Linked DNA regions of Mus musculus: region 1 is linked to region 2. A link is a contact called in public promoter capture Hi-C data. All regions are on one chromosome and are shown on one strand. The core of a region is the stretch at or near the end of the contact, and the rest is flanking DNA. Distances in the headings are between cores, read along the strand shown.

Region 1 (6,126 bases), core at 1,250-3,749, 290 kb before region 2:
CACACATGGCTGAGAGTCCCTTGAACTTGGCTTAGAAGGGAGAGTGTGGGGCATTCAGCTAGCCAAAACTCAGTAAACCTACCAAGCAATATGCAGGGCAAGAGAGAGTATAGCATCTCCTGTGTCCAGTGGCCTCTTCATCCTGGGATGCTCACCCCTGGATGAGGTGCTTGGAGCTGCAACCTCAGCTGGGGGTCAATATTTATTTGTTTGTTTGTTTATGATGTGTGCACAGCAGACAGAGAGAGAGAGAGAGACAGAGAGAGAGAGAGAGAGAGAGAGAGAGAGAGAAGCAGGCGGTGTACACATATGTGGGAGGCAGAGGACAACCTCATTTGCTCTCTACTTACTGAGATAAGGTGAGATAAGGTCTCTCACTGAACCTGGAGCTTGACCAATCAGCTGGGTGGATTGGTCAATAAGTTCCAGGGACCTATCCTATTTCCTTCCCCAGCTCTGGGGCTAGGTACAGGTACAGGTACAGGTACAGGTACAGGTACAGGTACAGGTACAGGTACAGGTACAGGTACAGGTACAGGTACAGGTACAGGTACAGGTACAGGTAGACACAGGCCCTGGTGCTTGCATAGCAAGCACTTCATCCAGTGAGCCATTTCCCAGCCCTTCAGTTACTTTTTAAGATGGTGTTCCTGAAGTCTGACTTGCATAACCTAAAATGTGTGCAATCCACTAGGACATGCACTCAGGCCATCCCAGAGCATCCCAGCACTCCAGCAAGGGGTGGGTGCCCTGCTCCTTGCAGTCTTCAGGTACAGGTTCCCTCTACTTTGCCCTCCAGCCATACACATAACTTAATAATATTTAGAGAAAATAACATGGCTGTGCACTGCTGGAAAGTACTTTAGGTAAAGGAAGCAGAGGTGAGGCAGAGAGCATGTTACTGAGTACACGAGTCCCACACAGCAGTGTCTCCCATCATGCACAGAGCACAGGAGTCCCACACAGCAGTGTCTCCCACCATGCACAGAGCACACGAGTCCCACCCAATCTCTCCCATCATCTCTAGTGTCAACTCGACACACACTTGACACTCTTATCGGGGTTGACCCGAACCCAACCAACCACATGCTGGAAAATGTTTAATTTTTTTCAAATAACACTTATAGGCAGATTTGCAGTTTCCATCCAGCAGGTGCGTCATAGAGATCCAGCCATGACATTTACTTATAATCACAGAAATTGGAAGTCTGAAACAGGAGGATGGCAAGCAAGCATATCTATGAAGGGTGCCAGGGAACGGGAGTTGTATACATTTGTGAGCTGCGATGTGGGTGCTGAGAATTGAACCAGAGTCCTCTGACAGCAGACAGTGCTCTTAACCACTGAGCCACCTCTCCAACTCCCAATTTTTAATTCTTAGAGCAAAAATAAATAAGTACATTTATTTCATTAGCATGCAAATTTGGGGATTTTTAAAAAGTAAATAAATGGTAAATTACAGGTACACCAAAGACATTTTAAAACAAAATTCTTTATGGTTTGTTATGGTTGTTTATCACATAAAAATTTGATTTTGTAGGGGCTGGAGAGATGGCTCAGCGGTTAAGAGCACTGATTGCTCTTCCAGAGGTCCTGAGTTCAAATCCCACAACCACATGGTGGCTCACAGCCATCTGTAATGGGATCTGACTCCCTCTTCTGGAGTGTCTGAAGACAGCTACAGTGTACTTATATACATAATAAATAAATAAATCTTTTTAAAATTTTTTATTTTGTCGATCTATTTCATATGCCTATGTACCCAAGGCTGTACAAAAAATCCACAGGGAGAAGGGATCAGTAAGGGGAAGTTTCAGGAATGTTGGTTTTGAGAGTCAGGGAACACTGGGTCAGTCTCTGAATTACCTGGTTGATTGTGCCTGGGATATGGGCAGCTTCAGAACTTAGGGTCTATGGATGCTATGTAAGCAATCTCTCCAAGGTACTCATCATGCGCGCGCGCGTGCGCGCGCGCGCGCGCGTGTGTGTGTGTGTGTGTGTGTGTGTGTGTGTGTGTGTGTGTGTGTGTGTCTGTCTGTCTTTGTACATGTATCTGTCAGTGTTTATAGGAGTGTTCATGTGTTTCTGTGAATGTCTGTCTGCATGTGTCTCTGTACTGTACATGTCTGTCTCTGTGTATGTGTCTGTGAGTGTGTCTGCGTGTATGTTTATGTGTGTCTGTGTGTGTCTCTCTGAGTGAGTCCTCTGTCTGTGTGTGGTGTGTTTCCATTGACCCTGTTGGGTGGAAGCACCGCAGGTTTTTCTCCAGCTTCCTCCCTCCCTTCTCTACATGCTCACCTTTGCTGAAGCAGAGCCTTGCCCTTAGGGAGTCAGAGCCGTGAGATATCTCCTCTCTTGGCGACTAAGACCAACGTCAACTAAAACCACACCAGAAAAAGCAGCTTCTGTCCAGCACGTGCCCTACAGAGATCCAACCATGACATTTACTGCCCATCTGCCTGATAGCTGGGATCTGAGGCCCCCTGTCGGTGGAAACTGGCCAAATCACTCAGATTGCCCTGCCATGATTTGAGTCACCTTCTGCCTTGGGCTCCGAAGATCTGGGCTGAGTGAGCACTCTGGAATGAAGGCGGGCCTGAGCTTAGATATAAACACCGTTTCTCCCTGTGTGTCTCCTTCTCTCTGGGTCTCTCTCTGTGTGTTTTTCACCCTTCTTCCCACCCCTCCTTCTTTCCCTCTCTCTGTTCTTCCCCGTTCTTCCACTCTTCTCAGTTTTATTGAGACATTCTCCAAGCCCAGAACGCAGGGTTCTGATTTGTCAGAGGTGAGTGCAGGCCAGCTCTGGGAAGAGTAGGATTCTCATGTTCCAGGAGAGGCTGACCAGCGCTGCAGACTGAACTGGGGCCCAGCCGTCTGCTGACCTCTCAGCTCAGCTCAGCGCAGCGCAGGGCAGGCCCTCCCTCCTGCCCTTCTGCAAACCGCACCGCCCTGGAGACTGGAGTGTTTGTGGCAGCCTGGTCCCGCCCTCCCCCTCTCCTGGCGCCTCCCGGGTCCCACGCTCCGCCCAGGCTGAAGCAATGACTTATTTGTGTATTGAGGTCACGGCAGCCCCTGGGGACAGAGTTGTCAGCCTGTGCCGCGGCCACAGGGTAGGCACTCACCAAGTCAATAATCGGTCTGAGGACTAGCGACTAGCCTTTTATTCCTTAGGTCTTTGAATTTTAAATTTTTTTATAAGAAAGGCATTTTATGCTAAAATTATAATAAATGTTTCTTTTCTGTCCTATTCACATTAAAATTTTTTTAGCTATATAGTTTATTTCTAGGTTCTCTTCATTTTCTCTCACTCACTTTACATCTCTATCTCAGTACCCCTCTCCTCCCTTTCCATAACACGCCCCTCTTTCCAACCTGAAAAGGGGAATCCCCCCCCCCCCCACCAGTGTTTCTTTGAAATGAGAATGTGCCTGCGGGTTCAGGAGGTGAGATCTGGAGGATCCTGAATTACAGGCCAGCTTGAGCCGCATAGGGAGACCAAGTCAGAGAAAGAGCCGGGTGGGAGGGAGAGGTGGAGAGATGGGGAGAGGAAAAACAGGCTTGGCTGAAGGCTTGTGCTTGTTATACTAGTGTTTAGGAAGAGGAGGCAGGATAATCAGAAGTTCAGCCTCAGCTACATAGTCCATTTGAGGCCAGCCTGAGAAACATGAGAACCTGTCCCCAAAACTAGTGAGCCCCCTCCCACCGAATAAGTAAAATAAGCACATGCAAGTTTCAGAGAGACCGAGCTGGGAAGCTCAAGGCATCACTAGGCCACCCAGCAGAGAGAAGTCACCACCTCCTTTGCCTGGGGGTGGGGGTGGGGAGTGTGGATGTGTGGATGAACAAGCAGTCCCTGATTGTCCTTGTGCTCTGACAGGTCACCTTGCTGCCCTTTCAAGCACAGGACCCTGGCCTGGGGGTCACACAGATGCCTCCTTCTCACTATGCAGAAGCCTGCTGCTTTGTAAGCTCCTTTGGAGGCAGGGCAGTTTGCAGCTTGCTGAGAAGAGCATGGGTAGCAAGGCCTCCACACACAGGCAGCTCTGCTGCAGCCTCAGTGATGAGAGGCAGTGAAGCCTCTGAGCATGGTGGGCACAGTCTGAGGGTCCAAGATGCTGCCAGGGTCCTTCCTTCTACCCTGTAGAAGCTGTACATCTGCCCAGTTGACAACAATGGGGTTCTCCACTATGAAGGATGGACTACGGGGCACCCTTGAGTACGTGAGAGTTTCTGTGTAAGCACCACACCTAAGAGAAAAAATGATCTGCATTTCTCTTAGGTTGACTTATTTCACTTAACACAGTGCTCTCCGATTGCAATCATTTTTCTGCAAATGACGTCATTTCATTCTTTTTGGATGAATAAAAATCCATTGACTATATACACCATAACTTTTTTACCCTTCTATCTGGTGATAGGTACCAAAACTGATTCAATGCCCTGGCTGTTGTGAATAGTGCTACAAAATTGGGGGGAGGGGCTATTTTAAATATGCACATCTATATGACATGAAGATGAAAGAGCAATAGAGAGCAAGAGAGGGAGAGACTCAAGAGGTGCACATGACCACATTAAATAAGCACAGGGATGCACACGAGCACAGTGATGCACATGGACACAGGGATGCACATGGACACAGTGATGCACATGGACACAGTGATGCACATGGGCACAGGGATGCACATGATCACAGTGATGCACATGGACACAGGGAGTGTACCTGGTCACAATTAAAATGCATGATTCTAAAAATGATATCTAGCCCCACAATGTCCACATTTCCTGTCCCTCCCATTCCCCTTTGTGTTGATTAGCCAATTGCATAAGATGAGATGCAAGTGCAACAGCGTGAGATGCAGCCAACACCTGTGTTCAGCCACGCCTGCTTCCTGCTCACTAACCCAGTTTGCATTAGACACTTTCCTTTGCAATAAAACACTTTCCATTTATTCATGGTTATTTTTCAATGCCATTAGACTTGTTATTTTTTTACCCTATCAAAAGAATTAATTTGATTTTTTGTTTTTGTTTTTTTTTGTTTGTTTGTTTGTTTTATTTTATGTATATGTGTACACTGTAGCTGTCTTCAGACACACCAGAAAAGGGCATTGGATCCCATTACAGATGGTTGTGAGCCACCAGGTGGTTGCTGGGAATTGAACTCAGGATCTTTGTAAAGAGCAGTCATTGCTCTTAAACTTTGAGCCATCTCTCAAACCCTAATTTCTTTTTAATTTATACATTTTATTTTATGTTTTGTCTGCATATATTCATGTGCACTACATGTGTGCTTGGTGCCTGAGAGGTCAGAAGAAGACATTAGATTCTCTACAACTGGAGTTACAGAATGTTATGAACTGCCATGTGGGTGCTGGGAACTGAATTCAGGTGCTCTGCAAGAATTCCTAACCATAAAGCCATCTCTCCAGCTCTAATTACTTTATTTGTTTGTTTGTTTGTTTCTTTTGTTTTTTCAAGACAGGGTTTCTCTGTGTAGCTCTGGCTGTCCTGGAACTCACTCTATAGACCAGGCTGGCCTCAAACTCAGAAATCCACCTGCCTCTTAATTACTTTATTTTTAAAGGTGTTTTATTTCATTTTGTTTTTGGTTTGGTTTGTTTTTTTCTAGACAGGGTTTCTCTGTGTAGCCCTGGCTGTCCTGGAACTCACTCTGTAGACCAGGCTGGCCTCGAACACAGAAATCCACCTGCCTCTGCTTCCCAAGTGCTGGGATTAAAGGTGTGTTCCACCATGCCTGGCTTAAAGGTGTTTTATTTCATGTTTCCCCATTAGCATTTTTTTTTTTTTTGGAGACAGGATCTTGCTCTGTAGCCCAGGCTAGCCTGGGAGTGGGGAAACTTGATCTGTTCTCCCTGCCTCCGGCTACTCTTCCCAAAGCTGGAATTACAGACCTGCCTGGTTACACAGGGCCATTTTAGTAAACCTTTACTAGACAACTTAGTGTTAACTAAAACACAAGGAAGAGGCTTACCCGGCTGACCATGCCCTGGCCTGCAGGACCATAGGATTCCCTGACTGAGGCTGAGAGCACCTGGCCTCTCTCCAGATAAATTGGGCCTTCTCTGGGTACAAGACCAAAAGGCACACCCCTCATATTGATGGCCG
Region 2 (5,972 bases), core at 1,090-3,589:
GGTCAGACATTAGGACATATCTCTGCTCTACCCCTGTGAGAAGGACTGGCATTCAGACAATGGGTATCACCAGACACAACCTCTGCTAGCAGGTTGAGCCTCAGTGACTGGGGAAAGACCTAAGCCCCTATAGCTCAGGGTAGGACCAGCCCAACCAACCACCTGGGAGGAGGAATCTGGCCCCCTGAACTTAATCCTCCCACAGCCTGTTCCCTGTACCTGCCCCATTTCACAAGCCCTGGCCTATCACAGCAGCATCCTCACCGATGAGGTCTTTGTTCCGCTGGTCTAGTGAGAGGTTGCGCAGCGCGATGGCTACAGCGCGCACCACCTTGTCGGTCTCAGACTGTAGCAGTTCCACCAGTACTGGCAGCCCACGTTCCTTGCGCACTGTGGCACGGATGTACGTGGCCCACTGTGAGGGTAGCAGAGGAGGTGACTGCTCAGATGGGGGGTGCTTCCTCGCACAGCACCAACCGCATTGGCCCAGATGGAGCTAAGGGCTCAAGGCAGAGCCACTGAGGTGTCTGGGACTCCTTCTGTCCAGGTCTTGTCCTCCCTGCCAACCCGACTCCTCACCGTCCAGTTGCCAGCACTGAGGTTTTGCAGGGCACCGGCTGCAGCTTCCAGGGTGTTGAAGTTCCGGCTCTCCGTAAGGAGTGAGAGGTAGAGACGTACCACCTCCGGCTGGTACAGCAGCTCGAAGCCTAGATACAGGGCAATGGCAGCCCAGAGTCATTGTTAAACTCCTCTCCCCACCTCCAGCCCCTTCTTATTCATTGTTCTGGAGGTAGGGAGCAGGACAGATACTGAAGTCATGTTTAACATCAATTAATGTCCCCATTCAGATGGGCAAACTGATGGTGAGCCGGGGGGTAAAGCAGGAAGATGAGGATACCCCTTAACACGGACGTACATCCAGGAGGAAGGTAGAGCGAGATGGACACTAGGCTACTTCAGCAACAGAACCTACCTTCCAGGGCAGCACCCTTAAAGACACGGTTTACCTACCCTATCTGACCATAGGGACCACCCTCACCAGTGAGTAAGTAACAAGACTGTGTAGCAGATGTCCACCTCTAGCAACAGGCATCCCTGGGCAACTACTCCAGGCTCTTCAGTGACTGAGGCCCAGCCTAGCAGCAAGGTGGCCAGCAGAAGGCCTCATGGGTAAGAGCTAAGGTGCTTTCAGGCCTGCCCCAATTAGGGGCATCTGGGTTCTTTTGATATCCTGGGCTTGGCCGGGCCTACCAGGGCAGTTTCTCACTGAGGCTAGTTCACAGTGCACTCACTGCACAATGTCAGTGGAAATCCAGCAGACATAACAAACAGCAGGGGTGACCCACCCTGGACTGCAGATGTCCATTCTCACACCCTGGCCCGTGGGTCATGCCCCTTTGAAGTCACACAGCTTGGTCACTGTCAGTATCTCTCCAACTCATATACCTCTCTCTCACTTGCTGCATGACTAGGAAAGAGCTTACCTGAAACAACGTGTACGTACCGACTGAACCCTCAGGGGTTACCAGGCCTAGGCCATTCTCTAGGGAACCCCACTCTGATGCGTTGGTCTGTTTATGTACCTGACCTCCAAACCCAAGCCTTCTTGGCCTACTCATGGCACAAAGTTTTGACCCCTGGCCAGGCTCCCCAGCTCTGCCTCTTTATCCATTCACCTTTTGCAGCCTCCGTTCGTTTAGGCAGGTCCAGTGTGTCAAAGTTCCGGTCCATCTCTGCATCCTTCTTCCCTGAAACAGAAGGGTGGTACGAATTGAGAGGGAGGAAGAGTCCATGACAGACAAGTGTGTGGCAAGAGTTAGGCACAGCCCTCTCCTGCTCAGAGCCCAAAGGGGACCTAAGACACCCTGGCAGAGATGTACTGTCCTCAGAGAAGTCAGGCTAGCCCAGGACAGAGGTGGCATTGGAGCGTAGGAACAGCCTAACCATGTCCTGAGTACGTAGGCCTCCCTCTCATCAGGGGCATTGATGCAGCATACCAGACCACAGTGCAACAAGGCTGGCCTAAAAGTTCCATCCAAGGGGAAAACTTCCCCTAGTTGGGGACCAGCCGTCGGCCAACCTATAGCAGCCAGCAAGCCACTGCAGATGACCTGGTGTTCCTGCCCTGCTTACCCATATATACTTCTGTGCTACACATCACCCATTTCTTCCGAGGGGCAGATGGTCCCCTGGTGCTGGCCACTCCTAGGCCCTGCCCACTGTTTGCTCTGTCCCAGTGCTGGCTTGGTAGCTTGTTCTGACTTTGTAAGCAGCAGCCCCTGGGCCTCCCCACCAGCCCAGGGCTACATTCCAGCCTCTGTCATGTCTATGCAGTTGTCATGGAGATGGCTGCCCTTCCAGGGGACTGGGGGGTGGGGCAGGGCCTGAAGGCTGGATGGCATCCCAGCTGCCCTACAGTTGTCATGGAAATAACTGCCTGAGCCTAGGTAACAGAGTGTTACTCTGTTGCCCACTGCACTTGCCAGACCTGGACAGCAGAACAAACAGGGACTCACCTTGATGGAACCACTCCTCTGGGCGGCCGGAGGAAGCACAGGAGAGAGCAGATGAGCCTGAGCAGCAGAACCCTCCCATGACTTACATCCCCACCCATGGCAGGCCAAGCAAGACAGGACTGTGCGACAGGACTCACTCCGGGAACTCCGGGGAAGGACTCAGTACCCGGAAGGCACAGGGCAGAGCACCTGTCCCACTGCTACAGCTGGAGGATGCAGGGACCTGAACCTGTACCCTGCAAATGCTGAGGGCACCTGGCCAGGTGAAGGAGAGGGCTGTGCTTTGCAGGCTGCTCTGTGAATAGCCAGGTAGTGTCATTTATGGGCCCTCAGATCCTTCCCCAGAGGAGACAAAGGTAAAAGCAACCCATGACCCACAGGAAAGGGTTAAGGCTAGGCCTGGAGTCTGCACCTTTCCCACTTGCTGCACACCCATGGGGACCGACTGGATGTCTTCAGGACTCTGGGACCACTGCCATGGACATGGAGAGCCCTGAGCCTTGGAAGCGGTGGGAAAGAGACACATCTCCGCCTCACCCACCCACCTTTTGCTTTCTTGCCACCAAAGCAGCTGGCGTCATCCTTCCTCCGTCGCTGGGAGGTTGTGCTGCCCGGGATCCCAGGCTCTGCCTCCTGGTACCTGTCAGCCCCTGGAACTTCTTTGTGCACGTGGTAGGACAGGTTCCGCATGATGCACACACAGTTCTCTACTGACTGTGGGGAAGAGGTGTCCTGGTTGAGCAGAAAACACTGGACAAGGGGGCTGCTGAGCGTCCAGACCCTTGTGTGAAGCCGTGGCTAGTTAACAACAGTGGCACTGTCAGCCTAAGATGGGGAGAACTGCCAGAGCGACCCTGTGTCATGTCCCTGTGCCATGTGAGGGACTGTGTGTCTTGTTCTGGATAGTTACAACCTGTTCTCATCTGTGCCATTCTGGGGTACTCCCTGTGACCCTTGGCCTCTGTTCCTGTGACCCTCGGGCTGAGAATCTGGAGGGCAGGCTGCTCCCCATCTGCCCCACCCACCTTATTATCTGTGTCTTTCCTGCCCACAGCTGACTGCAGGGCATGTAGGAGAGCGTCCACCAGCCCTTCGCACTCACGGAGTCGCCGCCGGGCCTCTGCACCATCTGAGCTCACATTCCTGGATGGGAGGGAGCAGGACCACCAGTGACTACCCCCACCCCCCATTTTTGTTCCACTAAATTCCCCAGACCACAGGGACTTTTATCTGCACAGTAGACCCTGCTGGATCTCAGTGAAGGTGAACAGGGTGGCCAATCCCAAGCAGTCAGGCTTTAGCCTTGTATGAGGGGGGTGAGGGTGGGGGACAAGTTCCCCCTGCTCCCCAGCTGAACTGGAACAGGATAGAGATGGGCCCCAAGGGGCCAGAATCCATGATATGTAGGTAATTCTGCCCCTCCCCCAAACAGCAGTCCCCAGGACCCTGTAGGGTCACAACGGTACAAAACTGATGGACAGGCAGGACCTCAGGGACGCAGAATTCTATCTGTGGGTGTGAGCAGATCTCCACTGCAAACCCCAGAGACTTACGATGTGGCTCAGGAATGCCTAAACTTTGAACAAGCTGGGATATAAACATGGCAGCTCCTGCCACCCTACAGACAGGCCTGTGCCCCAACCCTGCCCACACCTCAGGCAGCCTGATGTGTTCTTGAAGACTGTTGTCCACTCGGCATCCCGGGGCTTCGAGTCTTCGTTAGGCTCTCGCTCCCAGCCGGAATGGGGCACGATGACCTCATGGGTCAGAGTCTGTAAGCCGTGGTCAATGATGACCATCTTCAGGGGCTCGTAGGATGACAGGTTCCAGAGTGTGCCTGTAATGTGCCTCTAGTCAACACTGTTGACCATGACCCTACTGCCTCGGCCTCCCCAGGGATGACACAATCTGCTTCTGCTTTCCCTCCTTGTCCTCTAGCCAGCACCTGAACCCAGCATAGTTGCTACTGTTTTTGTGGGGTGTGGGGGTGGAGAGCAGGGATAGGAAGTTGTCTCAAAGATGGCACCCAGGGCCTTTGCACATGTTAGGCAAACATTTACACTGAGTGACACTCAGTTCACATAAGGACCACTGAAAGCTGTAAGAGGTTCTGGGCCCTGTACAACAAGATGTATGTATAGGCAGCACTTAGTAGGAGCTTTCAGCTAACAAGGAAAAACTATAGAAGAGGCATAACCAGTGATAGTTTATCCCATCCATTCCCTGTTACACCCAAGTGGGTGGACTGGCAAATGCTCCTGAGACTACAGGACCATGGACACGGTCCTGTGACTCCCAAGCTCTCCAAGGCACAAGCTCCAGTTTAGGAACCAGGGCGACAGGGTCTGGTGCCAGCAACCCCATGGTTGAGAGAGTTGGGGACCCATCCCACAACATGGGCCTGCTATACTCCTGTTTCCCCAATTTCGGGCTGAGCCACGCTCATGTCAGCTATGGCCAATGCCCACTCACCAGTGACCAGCTCACGGACCTCATTGTCACGGGCCGCCCGCAGTAGGCGCACCAGGGCTGGCACGCCCCCGCAGTCCCGGATGGCGGCCTTGTTGTCAGTATCCCGGCCATAGGAGAGGTTGCGCAGTGCCCCACAGGCCCGGCGCCGCACCTCAGCCCGAGGGTGATCTAGTAATGCCACAAGCAGGGGGAGCCCACGCAGCTGCCGCACTCGCCGCTTAATACCCTCGTTCTCAAAGCAGAGGTGCTGCAGGTAGGCTGCAGCATTGGCTTTCACAGGGTCCACAGGGTGCCGCAGCATGGCCAACACCTCTGGCAGCTCGGGGTCCCGCCAGCGTGGCTCCTTGCGGGTGCTATCCACTGAAGGTGAGCGCCGCACTACTCGGTCCAAGCTGCCCAGGCTGCCCCTCTCAGGCTGGGCCAGAGGGGCTGTTGCTGCTGGAAATGGGGGACGCTCTTCTATCAGCTCACCAGCATCATCTGCTGTGTCTTCAAAGGCCCTGGCACGAAGGCCCCGCCCGTACTCAGGTCTTCTCCGGGTTGCCGTGCTATAGTCAGGCTCCAGGTCGGGGCCACCCTCATCATCCGCAGCCAGGCTCCGTGTATCATCCTCCAGGCCATATGGTTCAGCTTGGAAATGCTCAGGCAGAGAGCGGCCGCTTGGTGGTCCGGATTCAGAGCCCATGGGGAAGGCTTCTCGGCGGCCAGGCAGTGTGAAACAGCCATCACCAGGTCCTGGGCCCAGGAGGCCAGTACGTGGTGGCCGTACCCCGAGCCCTCGGGACAAGCTGCCATAGCTTGGAATATCACGGGACTCGGGGCCATCGGGAAAGCCACCTCCACTGCTGTGGTAGGTTCGGGAGAGTGTGGCTGCTGGACCACCACCACCACGAAGTAGGTAATGCCGGTCCAGGGGCCCGTCAGCAAAAGAGCCAAGTGGAGGGCCGCCGTCCAGCAAGGGGAGTCCATCTGGGCCCAAAGGCA

The links. Capture Hi-C pulls out chosen DNA fragments and counts their contacts.
Region 1: a promoter capture Hi-C map of pancreatic islet shows a contact between it and region 2. The contact joins two enhancer-like sites. A contact is called at or near these places in 2 of 39 promoter capture datasets (cranial neural crest and hippocampal neurons), 2 of 115 datasets of contacts at active chromatin or transcription factors (epiblast stem cells and pancreatic cancer cells) and 2 of 9 other capture datasets (adipose tissue and pancreatic islet).

Annotation. Positions count from the first base shown.
Region 1 is chr16:18,683,949-18,690,074 of GRCm38.p6, reverse strand. No RefSeq gene overlaps it. Among named protein-coding and RNA genes, the nearest start is that of Gm41429, 9.7 kb to the left of the region's middle. Within about 2 kb of position 2,499, at least 313 of the 459 cell types and tissues checked have an H3K27ac peak or open chromatin away from gene starts, as enhancers often do. A contact at or near this core is called in pancreatic islet, where this site is marked.
Region 2 is chr16:18,397,343-18,403,314 of GRCm38.p6, reverse strand. Arvcf (armadillo repeat gene deleted in velocardiofacial syndrome) reads right to left here. Exons shown (of 18, transcript NM_001272029.1): 5 at 4,989-5,972; 6 at 4,170-4,353; 7 at 3,542-3,659; 8 at 3,062-3,230; 9 at 1,677-1,748; 10 at 580-707; 11 at 265-415. Among named protein-coding and RNA genes, the nearest start is that of Gm15764, 13 kb to the left of the region's middle. Within about 2 kb of position 2,339, at least 95 of the 459 cell types and tissues checked have an H3K27ac peak or open chromatin away from gene starts, as enhancers often do. A contact at or near this core is called in pancreatic islet, where this site is marked.